2 separate regions of the Mus musculus genome follow, and region 1 is linked to region 2. Evidence: chromatin contacts called from public HiChIP or PLAC-seq data. All regions are on one chromosome and are shown on one strand. The core of a region is the stretch at or near the end of the contact, and the rest is flanking DNA. Distances in the headings are between cores, read along the strand shown. Region 1 holds the start of Neurog1 (neurogenin 1). Region 2 holds the start of Msx2 (msh homeobox 2).

Region 1 (3,011 bases), core at 356-2,855, 2.8 Mb before region 2:
TTCTGGCCTTCTGAGCCTCAGAAGAGCGATCTTCTGTAAATTTAATGCACCCACTGTGGTGTGGTAATTTTAAGGAAGCCCAAAGAAATAAATACAGGGCCTGGAATTGTCACAAGGTCAGACTGGTGCCGGTATTCTGGGACCACCAGAAGCTGTCACAGGGACAGAAAGAGGCAGAGCTACCATTGCACAACTCCCAGCAGCCCTTGGGCTCCTGGGATGCCCAAGGATCTGTCAACAATTACTTTTTCTTGCATAATCTGATTACAGCCATTTCCTGCCACTTTTTACAAACCTCCTCAAGCCCTAATCTGTAACTGTGTCCTAGCTTTCTGCCCAAGAGCTGCTACAGAGGGAAGGAGCCACGGGGCAAGAGCTAGGCATAGGCAAAGAGGCTGTGCTTTCTCTACCAAGGCGCAGGTGTCCTGGACAGAGCCCCTTTGAAGACAGCAGGCTAGGCATTGCACTGGGCCTGAGGCCACCACTCAGATATCATGGAAAGGGGGGGGGGGCGCCTCTAGGGTGTTCCTTTTGTTTTTAATACCTGACTCCACGATCCAGGTTTGCTCCTTAATAAATAACTCCTCTCAGGTGCATTTGAGAGGCTGCCTGAGCCTCTATTGCTGTCCGGCAAACAGGAAAATGACTCGACCCACAGAATGAGGACATTTCTCTGGACTAGGCAAGTTTATAGGCAAATTGGCAGAAGGGATGGGGACGGAATTCCACTGTGTGCTTGCTGCCTTCTGTGGGACATCTCTCTCCTGGCCAGAAGCTAAGTCCCTTAGCCAGCTGGCACTGGGGTGAGCCCCTGAGGCTGGCACCATTCCAAAACGTGCGGCACAAGAGGATGCTTGGAAATGGAGAGAGCAAGATTTCAGGAGAAGAGGGGGTCTGCACACCCCCATATTACCTCGTGAGTCTTTGAGGAGGGGTACGCGGGCAGGGGCAGAGTGGGGTCAAGCCCCAGCTCAGTCTGGGAACTCATTGGATCTTTAGATCTTTCTCTTGCTGTCTTCTTCATTAACCTTGGCGGAGCAGGGACATCTATCCCTCCTCAAGACGTGTAACTGTTTACTGGTCCTGTCTGTTTAGATGCGAATAGTCAATCAGTAGCAGGCAAAGGGATGCGAACTCAGTAGCAGGCAAAGGGATGCGAACCCAGCCTCCAGCCTCAGCCCCAGCTCTCCATCACCCGCCACAGAGCTCACACTTTCTGCCAGGGCTCCTCCTCCCCATCCACCCCAGCGAGGGACACCCGCGCGCCCCTGGGAGGAGTGTGCCTCGGCCCGCCGCTAATCGCCCCCGGCCCCCGCCTTCGCCCGGGTTTCCCGGCCAGAGACGCCCCGGCCTCCCTCGCTTGATCCGGCTCCCGGAGCAGGCCGGGCCACCGATTGGCCGGCGGTAATTACGGGCACGCTCCAGGAGGGGGGCTGGGCGGGGGCGGCCTCCCGCGAGCATAAATTATGCAAATAGCAGGCGCCGCACGGGGCTGACCTGCCGCCTCTCGCCATTCACCCGCGCCGCCTCGGGGGCGGAGGTGGCCAGGGAGGGGGCGCCCATTGTTGCGCGCCGTACTTAAGGGGTCCTGAGGCCGGTCGTGTGCCACACTTGGTGCTCACAGGAGCTGATCTGATCGCCGGCGACATCACTCAGGAGACCAGCCCGGCGCGTGGCCCCTGCAGGCGAGGCGAGGAGGGCCAAGCCCATTCACTCCCTGAGCCCCTGCGATCTTCCCGGCCCTCGCGCCTGCAGCAGGCACAGGCTAGCCCCGGGTCGTACGGACAGTAAGTGCGCTTCGAAGGCCGACCTCCAAACCTCCTGTCCGTCTGTCGGTCCTGCACACTGCAAGATGCCTGCCCCTTTGGAGACCTGCATCTCTGATCTCGACTGCTCCAGCAGCAACAGCAGCAGCGACCTGTCCAGCTTCCTCACCGACGAGGAGGACTGTGCCAGGCTACAGCCCCTAGCCTCCACCTCGGGGCTGTCCGTGCCAGCCCGGAGGAGCGCTCCCGCCCTCTCCGGGGCATCGAATGTTCCCGGTGCCCAGGACGAAGAGCAGGAACGGCGGAGGCGGCGAGGTCGCGCTCGGGTGCGGTCCGAGGCTCTGCTGCACTCCCTGCGGAGGAGTCGTCGCGTCAAAGCCAACGATCGCGAGCGCAACCGCATGCACAACCTCAACGCTGCGCTGGACGCCTTGCGCAGCGTGCTGCCCTCGTTCCCCGACGACACCAAGCTCACCAAGATTGAGACGCTGCGCTTCGCCTACAACTACATCTGGGCCCTGGCTGAGACACTGCGCCTGGCAGATCAAGGGCTCCCCGGGGGCAGTGCCCGGGAGCGCCTCCTGCCTCCGCAGTGTGTCCCCTGTCTGCCCGGGCCCCCGAGCCCGGCCAGCGACACTGAGTCCTGGGGTTCCGGGGCCGCTGCCTCCCCCTGCGCCACTGTGGCATCACCACTCTCTGACCCCAGTAGTCCCTCGGCTTCAGAAGACTTCACCTATGGCCCGGGCGATCCCCTTTTCTCCTTTCCTGGCCTGCCCAAAGACCTGCTCCACACGACGCCCTGTTTCATCCCATACCACTAGGCCTTTGTAAGGCAACATCAATACTTTCTTCCTCCCCCAGTCTAAGAGCAATAATAGATGGGGAACTGGCTGAAGCCTCCGGGGGCCACACTTACCCCCAAGTGAATTCTGGGAGCTTTAAAGGGGGGAGGGGGAATACCTGACCACTTGTTAGGTTGCTGCACCCTCGCTGAAGCTGCCCTCGGTCTATTTCTCCACCCCCAGCACGGCCTCCCCCCCCCCCCGCCCGCCCCCAGACGGCCTTTCGTTTTTGTTGCACTTTCTGAACTTCACAAAACCTTCTTTGTGACTGGCTCAGAACTGACCCCAGCCACCACTTCAGTGTGGTTTGGAAAAGGGACAGATGAGCCCCTGAAGACGAGGTGAAAAGTCAATTTTACAATTTGTAGAACTCTAATGAAGAAAAACGAGCATGAAAATTCGG
Region 2 (2,711 bases), core at 86-2,585:
CAGCCTGAAATGGGTTGTTTGCAGCGATCTTTCTGCTCCTGCTGGCTTGCGGGCAAGGGAGGTGCAGAATTATTTCAGGCCTCTGTCTCAAAACTCTCTTCTTCCATGCATTGATACAGTTGGTCACTGATGCTTTGGGGCTGCAGTTAGATAGAGAGTGTGCTTTAGGGTGGGATCCTGATAGGTATGCTGCTTAAAATTTCAAAGTCAGGTGAGATGAGCTTTCCCCAAAGATATTCAGGCTTTGGGTTTGCAAAGTCGAACCCTGTTATTTGCAGAGAGAATAAAGACACTAAATGTCACAAATACCCTTCTCCCCTGCCCATCACCTCCCAAGGCAGATGCTATCCTGACACCTGAACTCCAATGACAAACACAAACTCAAAAAAAAAAAAAAAAAAAAAAAACCTCATGAGCACACTTTTGCACGGGCCTAGAGAGGAGACTCAAGGGGTGAGAAAATATCCCCATTGACAGTTTCTAAAACTTGTCCTGTTTGGACAGAGTATGAAATGGAGATCATTTGTGTAAATTAGCTGCCAGGAACCAATGGGCGCTGGGTCTGCTGGTGCACACCTACACTCTCAACACCAGGGACGAAGCCAGTGGGGTAGCAAGTTCAGGACCATCTTGGGTAAGATAGGGAGCGACTTCTAAGCTAGCCAGAGCTGGAGAGCAAGAGTCTGTTTTAAAGGAAAAAAAAAGGGAGAAAGGGTAGAGATTAGTTGAATATCCCTTGACCACCTCTCAGCCTTTCTCATCTTTGTCCCTTTTCTTAAGGAATGAGTTACAGCTAATGTCTTGGAACACTCTCCAAAGATAAGACAACTAAGGACCATGCCTAAACTATTTCTATTAGTAAAGATGCTGCTATTGTTTTCCATTATAGTTACAAAGATACACTAGTTTGAGCTCATAGTGGGAGCTTTATAAATGTTCCATGCCCTCCGCAGATTTCCAACATTCTCAGGCGGGAGCGTGTGGGATCGGCACCAGAAACACTTTAAAGAGGGGTTAAAAGACAAGAAATGAGACTCGGCAAGCTTCCTCTTTAAACAATCGGCTTTAATTACGCCTTAGACTTTTCAGTTTGGGCGATTATAACCCTTGAGGGATCGCCTAATAACAACTCTGCTGACTGCTCCTGTAATTAACTCCTAATTTATTTCAAACGGGGCGGGGGAAGGGCCCCAAGCCTCTCCAGGGAGAGCCAATCGGTGGCGAGCGTCCGTGGCGTCAGGAGCAGGGCCGTCGCCAGTTGGTTGAGCCGAGTCTCCCACTTCCCCTCGGAGGACAGGCTGGGCTCCCAGCGCGCCCCTGCCGGCTCCCCCCCCAAAAGTTGGAGTCTTCGCTTGAGAGTTGCCAGCGGAGTCGCGCGCCGACAGCTACGCGGCGCAGAAAGTCATGGCTTCTCCGACTAAAGGCGGTGACTTGTTTTCGTCGGATGAGGAGGGCCCCGCGGTACTGGCCGGCCCGGGTCCCGGGCCTGGAGGAGCCGAGGGCAGCGCAGAGGAACGCAGGGTCAAGGTCTCCAGCCTGCCCTTCAGCGTGGAGGCGCTCATGTCCGACAAGAAGCCGCCCAAGGAATCGCCCGCGGTGCCACCCGACTGCGCCTCGGCTGGCGCTGTCCTGCGGCCGCTGCTGCTGCCGGGACACGGCGTCCGGGACGCTCACAGTCCCGGGCCTCTCGTCAAGCCCTTCGAGACCGCCTCGGTCAAGTCGGAAAATTCCGAAGACGGAGCACCGTGGATACAGGAGCCCGGCAGATACTCCCCGCCGCCCAGTGAGTGCGCGTCTGGGACGGGATCCGGGCTGGACCAGCGCGAGGGGTCCCAGAGGGGCTGGGGAACGGGTGTTAACAGGATGATGCTCTTGACCCCCCTGGTACCCCAGTTCAGCGGGCGGTCCGCATCCCAGAATCCCTAGCTTCGAGGAATCTGCAGTACCTGAGCGCTGGCTGGCATTTGAAAACCAAACCAAGTTGTTGATTTCTGCAGTCCTTAGCCCCCTGCTCCGAAAACTTCATATTTGTGTACCTGCCCGGGAAATAGGGGAGAGTCGCTGTTTTGTTTTGTTGAGTCAGGGTCTCCTGTGGCCCGTGCTGGTATGCAGCTCAGGATGGTCTTGAACTCGTCATCTTACTCCACCACCTAAGTACTAGAATAACTGGTGTGCACCACCACACCGGGCTGGGATCCACTTTAAATGAGTATTGAAATGTGGTTTTGCTGGCCTTCAAAATATACAGGCAGCCCCATGAAGTTCACCCCACTATAAAGACTAGACAACTGGAAGTTAACCAGACATGGAGCAGACATACTTGGTAGTCTTCGAACTCCAGTGTCCATCCTATGAAGGGAAGGTGGCAGGCAGAGACTGATTCGGAAAGGAAGCTTCTTGTATTCTAGTCCGTTGTTGGTTAGGTTCTGCGTGTTGCAGGGAGCTAGTTTGGGCCAGACCCTCGTGGGCTCTCCTGGGTTCACAGTAATAATTAACAGCATTCCTTCAGAACTTGAGAATGTACAGTGAGGTGGCCACAAGTTCGCCAGATTTGGCTGCTTGCTAGAACCTCAAAGTACAGGCAGAGGCATGCCACCTGTGGCTACCCCTTCAGACTTGGTGGCTAGTGCTTAGAGGATTGCTCTTGCTTGGTCCAGGTTACCATTCATACTTGCAATGGGCATGGGGGTCTGGTGTCCATGCTCTCTGCC

The links. HiChIP or PLAC-seq counts read pairs in DNA pulled down with a chosen protein or histone mark.
Region 1: a contact with region 2 is called in an H3K27ac HiChIP or PLAC-seq map of embryonic stem cells, with 19 times the contacts expected there. The contact joins the promoter of Neurog1 here to the promoter of Msx2 in region 2. A contact is called at or near these places in 3 of 39 promoter capture datasets (all in embryonic stem cells), 9 of 484 Hi-C or Micro-C datasets (embryonic stem cells, epiblasts and stem cell-derived epiblast-like cells), 3 of 115 datasets of contacts at active chromatin or transcription factors (all in embryonic stem cells) and 1 of 9 other capture datasets (embryonic stem cells).

The regions. Positions count from the first base shown.
Region 1 is chr13:56,250,774-56,253,784 of GRCm38.p6, reverse strand. It overlaps Neurog1 (neurogenin 1), which reads left to right and starts at 1,605. Exons shown (of 1, transcript NM_010896.3): 1 at 1,605-3,011. The coding sequence starts at 1,853. The coding sequence ends at 2,587.
Region 2 is chr13:53,471,404-53,474,114 of GRCm38.p6, reverse strand. Msx2 (msh homeobox 2) reads left to right here and starts at 1,335. Exons shown (of 2, transcript NM_013601.2): 1 at 1,335-1,783. The coding sequence starts at 1,405. Gm33763 (a long non-coding RNA gene) reads right to left here. Exons shown (of 4, transcript XR_873406.2): 2 at 1-140.